Regions from separate parts of the Mus musculus genome. Here all the other regions are linked to region 1. A link is a contact called in public HiChIP or PLAC-seq data. All regions are on one chromosome and are shown on one strand. Each heading gives the region's core, a stretch centred on a gene start, on an enhancer-like site or on the middle of the called end of the contact. The rest is flanking DNA. Distances are from core to core; before and after follow the strand shown.

Region 1 (4,218 bases), core at 815-3,314:
CTGGCCTAGTCCAGGAGAGAGAGGATGGGTCTCGGTGACAGGATTTCCCCAGACAGCAGCAGGTCCCCGGAGATGGAATTTGAAGTTTAGCCCCAGGTTGAGAGAGAGCATAGAGGCCTCACTCTGAGGTGGTGGGGTCAGAGTAGTAAGAGGGGCACCTGGTACAGAGGAAGCAGGCTGTGGACCCACAGGTACGGCAAGCAGGACCCAGCAGAACAGCCCCAGCTCCAGGCAGCTGCGGCCTGCCATGGCCCCACCTGGCTCAGCAACGCGGGTGGGCAGGGAGCTCACTTCTTCAGCAGCTCAGGGGTCCTAGAGGGAGAAGTGCTGGGAGTCAAGGCCTCCACCCGCCTCTTCCCGGATCAGATGCCCCAGGCAATGGCTCTAATCACAGAGAAGCAGGTGCAGGAACACAGGCAACGTGTTCTGCCTAAAAGAGGCATGGCAACTCTTCTTGCCAGCCCCCTCTCCACTACCTGCAGGCTCCAGGGCAAATCTCTTCCCTGCACACACTACCGCCATGCACACCCAGCCTTCCCACAAGGGGGCCTGATGTCTGACCAGAAGTCTGACTACAAGCAGGAGCCTCATCCTGAGCCAGAACAGAGGGAATCAACTTAACCTCCCAGAGGCAGATTCCCTCCCTCCTCACCCACCCCTCTACCCAGCTTTCTCCATCCCCCACCCCCCATCTCTCAAATATCTACTGAGGCCCACTGTATATCAAGCATCGTCCCAGTAATACAGTGGTAAAGAATGCAGACCCTTCCGGTTCGCTCCTGATCCCCACCTCCAGACCCAGCAAGAAACCACTGGTGCACAAGGCCCTCAGAAAGGGCAGGTCACAAGCCTGAGTGATCTGACCTGCAAGGCCATACAGCCAGCGAAGCAGGGTCCCGGGCCTAGCAGAGGCTCTCCGGAGCCTTTCCCCTCTTTCTAGGGGTTTGGCCTGCAGCTACCCTCCCCATGACCTCAGGAGTTTTTGAGGGAGGGACCATTAACCCTTTCTGGCTCCGTAGGAAAGGAGGTCAGGCAGGCAAGCTCGGTAAGGGGCAGCAGCTGCAGAAAGGCTACCCCCCTCCCCAGAACACATCTGGTGGGGGAAGGGAGAATGAACCAGGGACACACGTGCACCCAGTACCCTTACATCACACACACACACACACACAGCCGCACCTAGCACCCGTGACACACTCACCCACGCACCCTTCACACACTCCTGCACATATACACACTCCACCCTGATGCGCCCCTTTCCCTCCTACGTAGGCTCGCTCTCTCTCTCTCTCTCTCTCTCTCTCTCTCTCTCTCTCTCTCTCTCTCTCTCTCTCTGCATATGCAGTCAGCAACACACACAATCCTAACACACTGTACATATACACCACACACCATCATTTCTATCAACCCCATCTCACGCCCCTTACACACCCACCCCTCGCAGGCACACAAGCACACGCGCGTGCGCACACCACACTCCCGCTTCCCCAGTCCAGACCGACGGACCTGCTTCTCTCGCTCGGGCGAGTCCCCGGGGCCAACCCCCGGGAGAAGGGGCACCCTGGCTCAGGGGGCCCCAGCAGGGCAAGGCTCGGCGAGTCTAGCCTGTTCTCCGTTGCGCCCAAAGCCGGGACTCGAGCTCAGAGTCCCCGGATTCCCTTTGGCTTGCCGGGCGATCGCAGCAGCTGCCGGTCTGTCCCCGGCTGGGTCTGCGACCCGCAGCGCTCTTAGCAGGCGGCGGGCGGCCGGGCTGCGCTCGCGATCCGCACTCCGCTCCCTCCCCGCGGCGCCGCCTCCTGGCTGTGAGCCCGGCTCCCCGGCCCAGCGCCCGCGCCCGGGCCCCGCAGCTGCCGGGCTTCTTGCAGCCCTCCCCGCTGCCTCCCGCGCCCTCCCTCCTCTCCCTCCTCCTAGCCCGCCCGCTGTTCGCGGTCCGCCCCTACCCGGGCCGGCAGGCGGGCGCGCACATCAGCGCGGAGCCACGGCCACCTCGCTGCTCCGGCCCCACGCGCACTCATTCACCCAGCGCTGCCAATCAGCTGCGGGAGAGTCGGTGCCTCGTTCTCAGCCTGGCGCTGGCAGCCACAGGCTCGGAGGACAGCCCAACGCACACACCCACAAGCACGCCATTCCCGAGAAACACCCTCAGGCGAGGGCACTGGGCGCGCGCGCGCACACACACACATTCACACGCACACAAGTACGTGCACACATGCAACAGTAGTCTGGCATAGGTTAGTATCCCAAGCAATCAAAATCCACTCCGTTGAACCCTGGATAAAGACTTACTGCTCTCCCTTACAACAATGGGAACAAATGTGTTCCCATTTTAGAGATAGATAAGTCCCCAGAACTTATCAAATTGCTTAAGATTGCTCAGTTTGGCGGAGACTTGAACTCAGTCTTTCTGCTTGCCTTCTTCACCACCTGGTGGTTTGCAAACATACAACCACCGAGGAAGGCCTCCTACGCTTCTTCGCAGGCCAACTGCCAAATGTCAATCCCCATTCATAGCGTCTCCTTTTGCTAAAATCTCTCCAAAATACTCAGCTTCAGAAATATCTGTGGGAGAGAATAGTGAGACAAGCTGGTGTGCGAGGTGGATCACAATTTGTCTCCAATAAGACGTGGTAGAAGAACATAGAAACAAAGAAAGAGCACCCAGCCAGCCTCATGGCACTGCTAGCTAAGAGTACTGAGCAGTCGCTAAGCCTGCTGCACTATCTAAAGGCTGTATTGTTGACTGACAGGATTAAGTGTGGCTTGTTGGAGGCTGAGGCAGGCGGATTTCTGAGTTCGAGGCCATCCTGGTCTACAAAGTGAGTTCCAGGACAGCCAGGGTTATACAGAGAAACCCTGTCTCGAAAAAAAAAAAAAAAAAAAAAAAAAAGTGTGGCTTGTTTGTTAGTCTGGAGTCTCTAAATCCCTTCATGTTTTCTTTCTTCCAAAACGGTGAATTTGATAGAAACGTGCGTGCGGGCGCACATGCGGGCGCTCGCGCGCGCGCGCGCACACACACACACACACACACACACGGAGGGAGGGAGAGAGGGAGGGAGGGAAATGTCTTTAATTCTGTCACTTGGCAGGCAGAGGCAGAAAGATTGAAAGTTTGAGATCAGTCACACTCACAAATTGATACTCTCTCAAACAAACAAACAACTCCAACCAACCAACCAGACAGACAGAAAGGCTGACAGACCAAACTGCAAAAGACTTGCCCATTTTGCTGGGTGTGAAGACAAAAACCCAGCATCACCCTTCAGGTGGTAAAGGCAAAAGGATCCAAGTTCAAGACTGCTGTTGTTGGCCATGGAGGGATTTTTGAGGCCAGCTCAGGCTACCTGATAACCAGCCTCAGTAGACAGGTAGACAAAAGTGAGCTAGTCCTGCCCCAGAAAGCAGAGACATAGCATAATATTTTGGTCAGGGGAAGAGCAGGCAATGTGTTGCAATTCAGAAAGGCATCTGAGACTCATTTTTGGATCACAGAACTCATGCCACCAATAGATTCAAGATCAAATTGGGTCTCCCACCAAGCTCTCAGAGTCCGACTGTGAATCTGGGATTTATCCTGAGTCTCCAAACAAAACACTGGGAAAGCCGTGCTCTAGGAGTCCCTAAAGGAAACCACTACTCTGCCCTTCTCCCCAGGCCACTGGGGGCTGCCTAGAGGCAGTGTGTTAGGATTCAGACTCTAATTTTTTTTCATATGTTTTATAAACGCTATCCCACCGGAGACATTTTCTTTGAATCTCCCTCGTAGAAAGCCTCATTTCTTGCTAATCATGTTCATTTAAAGACTTCTAAGTGGAAAGGCAGAAATAAACATATCCCAGCACATTAAAATTGCAATCTTCCATGACAAAGCAGGCTTATTCCCAAGAATGATATTTTTACAAAGATATTGAAAAGGGGAAGTCAGGACTCTCGGTTAAGATGGTGGCTGAATTCATACCTCTAATTTTACTCCCTCCCAAAACCCTATTAAAATGTTATTAAGAAGACCTCAGAGTCAATTGATAACTCTTCAGGGATGGGGAGAGCAGGAAGGGGCTCGAGCAACAGGGCCTTTGATGCAGGATGGCTGGCAGGGGCACAGTGACTGACTTAGCCACCCAGAGCAAAAAGCTGTCTCCACCTGGCAGAAAGGAAGCTCAGAGTCAAGTTGATTTACATCACACTGTTCTCAGAAGCTGGCAATCCAAATGCCTCAGGAACCGT
Region 2 (4,218 bases), core at 1,173-3,672, 870 kb after region 1:
GGGATATTGCTCAGTTGTTTGTTTGCCTAGCAAAACCCATGAGGTCCTGGGTTCAATCCCCAGCACACATTAACTGAGCATGGCAGCACAGGTCTGGTATCCCACCACTTGGGAGGCCAGGACAGGTCAACCTCAGGTGGAGGTTAGCTTGGGCTACTGAGGCCATTGTAAACAGAGAAGGGAGCTAATGCAGATGTCGCTGGTAAGTCCTGTATGATAAGGAAAGGCAAAGCAAGCAGGCTTGGGGGATGAGGGATGAAAGCCATGTCCAGACTAAAGGAGTAACAAGCTGTTCTGATGGAAAGTTCTAGCACGCGAGAAGACAGCCGTGAGAAATGTTCTGAGCAGAGGGGTAGTATTCCTTGATCTCTATGATCCAACAGCTTCCCAGTTCTTCTGTAGCCTGAGAGAGACGCAGCAGATGAAGTCAGAGATGGCACCGTGGGTGAGGACATCAAAGTTCTCAAAGCCACCTTCAAGGATTTTAGACGTTAGACATCCCAAACAGGGAAATAACACAACACAATCTGCTTTTTTTTTTTTTTTTTTTTTTTTTTTTTGAGACAGGGTTTCTCTGTATAGCCCTGGCTGTCCTGGAACTCACTCTGTAGACCAGACTAGCCTCGAACTCAGAAATCCACCTGCCTCTGCCTCCCGAGTGCTGGGATTAAAGGCGTGTGCCACCACGCCCAGCTACGATCTGCTTTTTTTTAAAAAAATGAAGAAAAGAGTCCATTCAAGTTGAAGTGTGCAGAAGGGGCTGGGGAGAGCAAGTCCAGGGTCTGGGAGCCAGTTCAGAGTCTAAGTGCAGCACCTCCACACGAAAGCAGCCTGGACCAAAGTCAGAAAGAGGCAACAACGCTTTAAAGATGTCATTGGATGGCCAGGCAGAGGGTCCATGTCTTTAATCCCAGAACTTGGAAGGCAAGGACAGGATAAAAATCTCTGAGTTAGAGGCCAGGCCAGTCTGGTCTTTATGGTGAGTTTCAGGCCATCCTGGGCTACATAGTTGAGACCCTATCTCAAAAAAAAAAAAAAAAAAAAAAAAAAATCATTGAGGCAAAGAGGAAAGAGCAGACATTATTCCTACAGGGATGGGTAGTGACAGTGATATCGGTTTGATTTAGAAAACATTAAGGGTGCCAGGCAGTGGTGGCGCACGCCTTTGATCCAAGCACTGGGGAGGCAGAAGCACGCAGATTTCTGAGTTTGAGGCCAGCCTGGTCTACAGAGTTCTTGGACAGCCAAGCCAGGGCTACACAGAGAAACCGTCTCTAAAAACCAAAAAAAAGGAAAAAGAAAAAAAAAGAAAGGAAGGAAGTAAGGAAGGAAGGAAGAGAAAAGAAACCGTTAAGGGAAAAAGGCATTCAGTTAAGCTGGGCAGTGGTGGCACACGCCTTTAATCCCAGCACTGGGGAGGTAGAGGCAGATGATCTCTGGGTTGGAGGTCAGCTTGGTCTGCAGAGTGAGTTCCAGGACAGCCTGGTCTACACAGAGAAATCCTGTCTTGGACTAAAAAAAAAAAAAAAAAAAAACTACATAAGACAAAGGTATCCAATTAAAAAAATGTTTGCTTATTTGTTAAGCTGTTTTCTGACACCATGTGGGGCATTTATCTAGTGCACATTAAATCTCCCAGAAGTGTTAAAAATGCAGATTCTAGGTTTCAGTTGGAGCTGGGACTCCCGGTGGTTCTGATGGGGGCTCCTGATGACATAACAAAAGCAACCCAAACTACCCCATGTCCCCAACCTTTCATTTTCCCACTGTCTGCTCACTTGTTAGGCATACTAGGATACCCTATTGCTTCATCTAAGCGCCGAGAAAGCAAGGGCAAGAACTTACTTTTTTATTTTTATTAAATAGAGCCTTGGTTTGCTAACAGGTGCACTTCGGAGCACCCATAACAGCATCCAGTACGGAAAGGGGCCCTTTAGAAATGTTGGTCTAAGGAACGAGAGAATAAATTACCATATTGCTTTGTACCAAAGTTCCCCGTTTACAGATCTGGTTGGGGCTTTGAAACAGAGAAACAAAGCGCATTTCAGAGAGGGGTCGAGGCGACTACGCAAAGGCGCGCCGAGTAAAATGTGGGGGAGCCGCTTTGGAGCGGAGGTCTCAGTTCCCCGCGCTCGGCTCCGAGCGGAGGGCTCCTTCGGATTAGCAACCATCTTGGGCGGCATGAACCACTTCGCCGCCGCGTCCGCGACTTGCTCAGCCGGTTGCCCTCCTGGTCCGGGCCCCGGCCAGCGCTGCCGAGCCGCACCAGAGGCCGACGAGGCGGCCGGGGGTCTCAGAGAGCGCCGCCGAGAGCCCCCTCCCCGGAGCCGCAGAGCCGTGCTGGCCTCGCCATCATGGCGGTCTCCGGGCGGGGAAGCCGAGCCGTGCGTCGCGTGCGTGCCTCCTCCCTCCCCTCCCCCTCCTCGGCGGCGGCGGCGGCGGCAGAGGCGGCAGCGCTCGCCATTGCCGCTGGTGGCAGGAGGCTGCGAGGAGCCGGCGCGGTCGCAGTCTCCACGGCGCAGGCCCACGGTAGCGCAGCCGCTCTGAGGTGAGTGCCCTACCGCGCAATCTCCAGCTATTTCAGCCCCGGCGCAGCCGCAACACGCCGCCCGCCCGCCGGCCGGCCGGCCCGCCCCGCAGCCGGCACCCTGCCGCCCCCGGCTCGGGGCCTGGGCCCCCGCCGGATTCGGCCTGCCTGGGGCGGGGGGCCCGGGCCCGGGCCCGGCCCAGCCAAACCGCCACCCCGAGGATGCGCAGGCCGCACTAGGCCCCGGGCGTCCTGGCGGGCTCGGTAGGGAGGCGGCTGCCCTCCCGAGAGCCCCAGGGTTCCGGCCTCCCCTACCGCCTCGGGTTCTCCCGGCCGCGGCCTCCTCCGCGCCGTGGAACCCCGGGCCTGGTCTTCCTTCTGCGGGCTCGGGAGCCGGCGGCCCGGGAGAGCGCGCCGGGCCCGGGAGCGGGAGGTGGGTGGGCTGCGCGGGACCGGAGCGGCGGCTCGGCGCTCGCCCCCTCGGCTCTTCCCGGCTCTGGCCCGCCGGTGGCTCGGTGCGGCCGGGCGGGGCGCGGGAGTGGCTGTCTCTGGCGGGAGAGGAGGCTGGTGGTTCGGCCGGGCGACCTCCGAAGCTTCCCTCCCGCCGGGGTGGCGTGGGATGGTTACCCAGGTGGACTGGGGGGCGCTGAATATGGCGCGCTGCCCACCTTCTTGCAAGTTGTGAGGAGGCGCCTAGGCGGCAGTTCGAGGAGGAGGAGGAGGGCGCAAAGTCCTTTTGTACGCAGAAATAAGGAGCGACATTGTGTTTTTCCTCTCCGGCGGAGATACCCACCGAGGGGCCTGGGTTCTTCCTGGGACTGGCGTGGTGGTCTCCGGGGGACAGGAGGGGGAGGTGGCGCACCCCTTAAGAAGGAACGGAGCCTTTGCCTCGGATAAAACAGGGGGTCTGGGGTGGTCTTGTGCTTGATTCTCTCCCACATCTCCCAGGCTTTCGTGGATTCGTGGGTTTGCCATTGCATGTTCTGTAGTGATGTCCACTGTTTCTCACCTGTTGTGTCGTTGCTGCTGGCCCCAAACTTTGTTCGGTGCATCTGACTACCCACCAGAACTTGAAAATGTTAAACATACATTAATGTTGTTAGAGCTTCAAAGGCTATCTGCTCTGACCAGTTGGAGGAGCTGTTAGCAGGTCATCCCCATCTTCCCTGCCATTAAAGTATCTTGTACTGATGATGGCTTATGTTAGAGTTGGTATCGGTTGGGCCGATTTTTTTTTTTTTTTAAGTAGGCAAAGCAAAACTTCCATTTTAGTGTTTAAATCTCCATTTATTGGAGAAAGTTGGTGGGAGTGAACCTGTCAGTTGGGACAGTGCTCTGTAGGAGAATGGGGACAGCTTTTGTCCTTGGAGGAGTGGTCCTTTTTGGTCCTTTTTCCAATCTTCGGCAGATCCTTTTAAATGCCTTTTCCTTTAGTCATAAACAGTAAGTTAATGGATTGTTCCTCACTCCGGGGAAGAGAAGAGGGGTGACATATATATTAAATGAGTGTTGATTTTGCTTTTTCATTTAGTTATGTCCTGACTCCCTAACATTGTTTGAAAGTTCTTGACAAGTTACCCTATAAAGTAGTAGAAATATGGCTAGTTAATGAGTACAAAGTAAGTGTATAATCGTCATGTGTAATGTGATGTAGTGACTTAATTTGGGTGCAGACTTAACTGTAATTTGTT
Region 3 (4,218 bases), core at 900-3,399, 630 kb before region 1:
GCCTTGATGATGAATAGTAGAGCAGGTAGCTAGGTGCGAGGGTACGAAAACAAGAGCCCTTGGTTGGTAAGCAAGGGTCAGAGGTCAAGAGTTTATGCTATGTTTTAAGTTTTGTCTTGACGAATTTTAAGCCGAGGAGAAAGATGTGTTTAGAGTTATGAACTATTATGTCAGTGATTTGACTTACAAGATATGAAAGTAATTTACATTTGTACAAAACTAATCTATTAGGAGTAATTGTGGATTTTCTTTTGATAAGCCTTAATTGACCAAGTACCTGGGGAGACTGTGACAAACGAGAGCTGTAGCTGTGCCTCCAGCAGTCCCTCTGGGTCCTGGAGGGTTCAGAGGATTTTCCTTCCTCCTTAGAAGAATTCCCACGAGCTCTTACGAAGAGCATGAGATTCTCTTCAACATTTATTCTAAAGTTTACAAAGATTTACAGTATGGGTATAGGAAGAAAACTTGTCTCTAGTTCCCAATGGTGCTGTAATTTATATAGATGTTGAAGCTTGGGCAGCAGACATAACTAAGAAGCCCAAATTGAGTATTCAAGGTAGAAGCAGGCATAGTGGTATACACCTTAAATTCCAGCCTCTTGTAGGCAGAGGTAGGTGGATCTCTGTGCATTCGAGGCCAGACTGGTCTATATACAGAGTTCCTGGACAGTTAGCATGTCAGGGCTACATAGAGAGGAAAAAAAATAGTTCTCTTTTGTTGTTGTTGTTGTTGTTGTTGTTGTTTGTTTTTTAACTTAAAAATATTCAAAGTAGAGCTCTTACTGAGGTTTAGTACCTGTGCTAGTTCATTTGGTATGTTAGTACAAATCAGAAAGGGATGTCCTTTCCCCTAGAGCCTCAGCTCAGTCAGGGCTTGGCACACAGAGGGGAAGCTGAATTTCAGCTCCTCTTCTGTCTCTGTCCCTTTGGCTCGATGCCCTTGTGTAAGATGCAGCTTGCACAAGAATATATTCCTGCCCTAGTTAGACCAAGATCTGGTAGGCTCTCCAAGGAAAAGATGGTGTATTGTTGGGAGATGGGGAGTAGCCCTGTAGTCTCAGAAACCCCGAATGCTAGGATGGTTTGGGGATGAAGGTATGTGGTAGGTGGATTGTACCAGGCCTCCAGGCATGCACTTGGGAAATTACCTTTTGTGTAAGTAACCAGGTACTTTCTCGAGGGTCAATGGCTTGGAAATGGAGAAAGGTATAATCCAATTGCTTATGGTATGAGCACTCTTAAGCAAAAGAGCCATGTGGGAGAGAATGCAGATGCAGAAGCTGGAGGATAGATAACAGAGGAGACTTGAGTGAGCAGTGTGATGGGCAGGCAGATGGCCTTAGCAATTCCTGCCATACGGCCGGCTGACCTGAGCTCCAGATGAGGACCCAGTGATGTTACTTTTAGAAAAGTATGTGGCACATTCGCTTCACTGTTTCTCTTCCTCCTTCCCTAGAAATTTTAGTAGTCTATCATTAGTTAAGCACATCTTCTGGACAACATCTAGAAATAGCATGGCAGTGGGGTGTGGGTGTGGGGGCTCTGGGGTGGGGTGGAGTCAGGGTGGTGTAATAGGAAAAATTGGATGGGGGGGGTACCATTTCTTAAATTTTACAGGGAAACAAGGTTTTGCCCAGGGCTAACTGTACTTTCTCCCTTCTGCTCTGGTTATTTTCTAATTGAGCTAGACGAAGCATTTAAAACACCAGAGCAACTGTTTTTTCTCCTAGGGCTTTCCTGGATTGCCTGGCAGATCCTGTGTTGTGATAGGAGTGTGGTTCGTGGTGGCTGGTGGGATGGGAGGATTAAATGCATGAGTGTGTGTAGTTAGTAGTCCCTCAAGCATTCGGGTGGGTGTGACTGCAGGTGTTGGTCTTGCTTCTGGATGGTTCAGGGTGAATCTAGTGTCCGCTCTTAGGAGCTATGCACTCCTTCAGGCTGAAAGCCTGTTTACAACTTACATGTGATGCTCTTGTGAACCTGCACAGGCATTGGGGTTTCTCTAAAGGCAGAGCTTGCTTTATCCAGTTGTTTGCCATAAAGAAGTAAGTCTTAGAGAAAGGCTCTGGCTTTTCTGAGCTGCTGCCTTGAAGGAGATAGTACATTGTGCAATCTTAGGGCTTCCTAGGGAGCTCTTGGCTTTGATCTGAAACTGGAAAGCCTAGTGCTCCATAGCCCAGAGCTTCCATAGGCTTTGTGTTACACTTGGAGTGTTAATGACAAAGGAAACAGCCCCCAGGCATCCAGTGCAGGGGCTGACTTATTTCCTCCTGAAGTCTGCTCTTGGAGTGCTATTGTAGTTGTTGGCACAGAGAGATGGAGCTGAAATTTACCTAAAAAACAGGTAGAGTGTTTGCTCAGCCCCGGGTGTTTCGTGGATTACGTTTGCTTTTGGTTGCAGAGCCTCTTCTCTGGCTCTGTTGTGCAGTGTGTCTGGCTCTCCCTTTTCTCCCTTGGACTCTGTCTCTGGCTTGGTACTCAGGAAAAGTGGAAGTCCAAGGGTAGAAGCTGGTCCTGTACTGCTATTGCTGTCTGTTCATTTCCATTCCCTGTCCTTGAGCTTCTTCACTCTGAACTCACCATAAAGATTCTTTCACATCACGGCCTGTAAACATTCAGGCCTGGGCAGTGAAGGGTCTTTCTAAGCTTGTGTCCTTGCTGCTTTTACTTTGGGTGTCTCTCCCAGGTCTGTGCCCCCTGGGATTCTTGGACAGGCACTTTGGCAGAGAGGAACTGCAGGTAAGTACATTACTAAGGATGCCCTGGAAATCTCAAAAGCTTTTTTTCAGAGGCAAGGCTGATTCAGGTTCTGATAACTCCATCTGTTGTGTAGGACCCTGGTGTGCTTTGCCATTTAGACACAGTTACAAGTGGTTCTCAGCCCATTCCCTCTAGTTTTGACTTTTGAAAGAAAGATGAGTGGTCCTTCTGGATCCTCAGTCAGACCATGTGGCCACTAAGATGCATACCAAGAGAAAGCTGTGAGGTTAGAGTCCCTAAGCAAAGTACGGGCAAACCAATAAACCCGGTAACTGTGATCTCAGGCTTGTAACTGGAAACATAAGGCAAACAGCAAATTAGAGAGGGACTCCAGCTTGGCATTAAGGACCTTGGAGACAAGCAAAAGCTCTTTGAAATGGATATAGCATTCCACCCGTTTCCAATGGAGAGATTTGGGGACTGCGGCAGTGTGATCAAAAGACATGGAACGTGTCAGAGTGCTGGCAGAGGCTTTCTGTACCCGGTTCCAAATTGTTTGATCTGGGCATTTTTGAGATGAACACTTGAAACTTCCTTTATTGAAGGCTGAAAAAAATTTCTATTAGGAAATGGGCATAACTCACCTATTTAAGATTCCAAAATGTGCATGTGCTGTTTTTGAGATTACTATCCAGGTGCCATCACTTAAATCACTGCTGTGATCTGCTTCTCAGCTGAGAGGTCACTGGCCAGCAAGGCTGGCTCCTTGTGATGAGGTCAAGACACTGAGTATCTAGACAGAGCAGTTTCCTAAAATGGACACGCCACTGATCTTGGTCGGGATATTTTAAACTGGAAAAGACAGCATGTGCCTGTCTTGTTGCATTTGATTTCTTTCTTCTCTGTCTTACAAATTATATTTCCTTCCATTCCTTGAGCCAGAGATCCCCTTGCCTCTTTCTTTCAAATCATATTTGTGGGATTTTAACAACCTCCTGGTGGGACTTGGTGGTTAATCCCCCGAACCTTGTGCATTTACCTTTTCCAGCCCATCTCTCTTTTCTCTGTTCCTTTAATCATCACTATCACACAGTTGTAACATTTTCAACTTATCTAAATCTTGCTCATGCTGTGTGTTCATGTTTCTTTCCACTTCTCAGTCTCGTTGAGCTGTAGTGATTCTCTGTTGTTTCTGGAGTTGGCGGCACCATCATTTACTGTTCTCTGACCTCTCTCTGTGCCCTCTGTCTTGCTCAGGTTCTTAAGAATCCTGTTAGGTCAGAGACTTCTTTCTGTACACACAGGCCCTTCCTTCTCTCCAGCATGATACCTGTTGATGTGCATGCCTGCTTTTCTCTGTGAAGTCTAAGCACCGCTGAGGGCAGGAATGCCATTTCTCATCTTTATCTCCCCTTTCCGAATCTTGTAGAGAGTACTATGACCATAGTAGACAATTATCAAATGTTTAAATCATGTCTGCTGAGGCATGAGAAGTAATTTCATAGATTGCTTTTGAGTG

What was found. HiChIP or PLAC-seq counts read pairs in DNA pulled down with a chosen protein or histone mark.
Region 2: a contact with region 1 is called in a FOXA1 HiChIP or PLAC-seq map of pancreatic cancer cells. The contact joins the promoter of Nrf1 here to the promoter of Prrt4 in region 1. A contact is called at or near these places in 1 of 39 promoter capture datasets (liver) and 1 of 115 datasets of contacts at active chromatin or transcription factors (pancreatic cancer cells).
Region 3: an H3K27ac HiChIP or PLAC-seq map of embryonic stem cells shows a contact between it and region 1, with 3 times the contacts expected there. The contact joins the enhancer-like site here to the promoter of Prrt4 in region 1. A contact is called at or near these places in 1 of 39 promoter capture datasets (cranial neural crest), 4 of 115 datasets of contacts at active chromatin or transcription factors (embryonic midbrain, embryonic stem cells and neural tube) and 2 of 9 other capture datasets (embryonic stem cells and pancreatic islet).

The regions. Positions count from the first base shown.
Region 1 is chr6:29,177,520-29,181,737 of GRCm38.p6, forward strand. It overlaps Prrt4 (proline-rich transmembrane protein 4), which reads right to left and starts at 2,065. Exons shown (of 5, transcript NM_001101443.1): 1 at 1,938-2,065; 2 at 1-312. The coding sequence starts at 249.
Region 2 is chr6:30,045,566-30,049,783 of GRCm38.p6, forward strand. It overlaps Nrf1 (nuclear respiratory factor 1), which reads left to right and starts at 2,423. Exons shown (of 12, transcript NM_001164226.1): 1 at 2,423-2,548.
Region 3 is chr6:28,548,617-28,552,834 of GRCm38.p6, forward strand. All of the region lies in intron 10 of Snd1 (staphylococcal nuclease and tudor domain containing 1), which reads left to right. Among named protein-coding and RNA genes, the nearest start is that of Snd1, 70 kb to the left of the region's middle. Within about 2 kb of position 2,150, at least 23 of the 459 cell types and tissues checked have an H3K27ac peak or open chromatin away from gene starts, as enhancers often do. A contact at or near this core is called in embryonic stem cells, where this site is marked.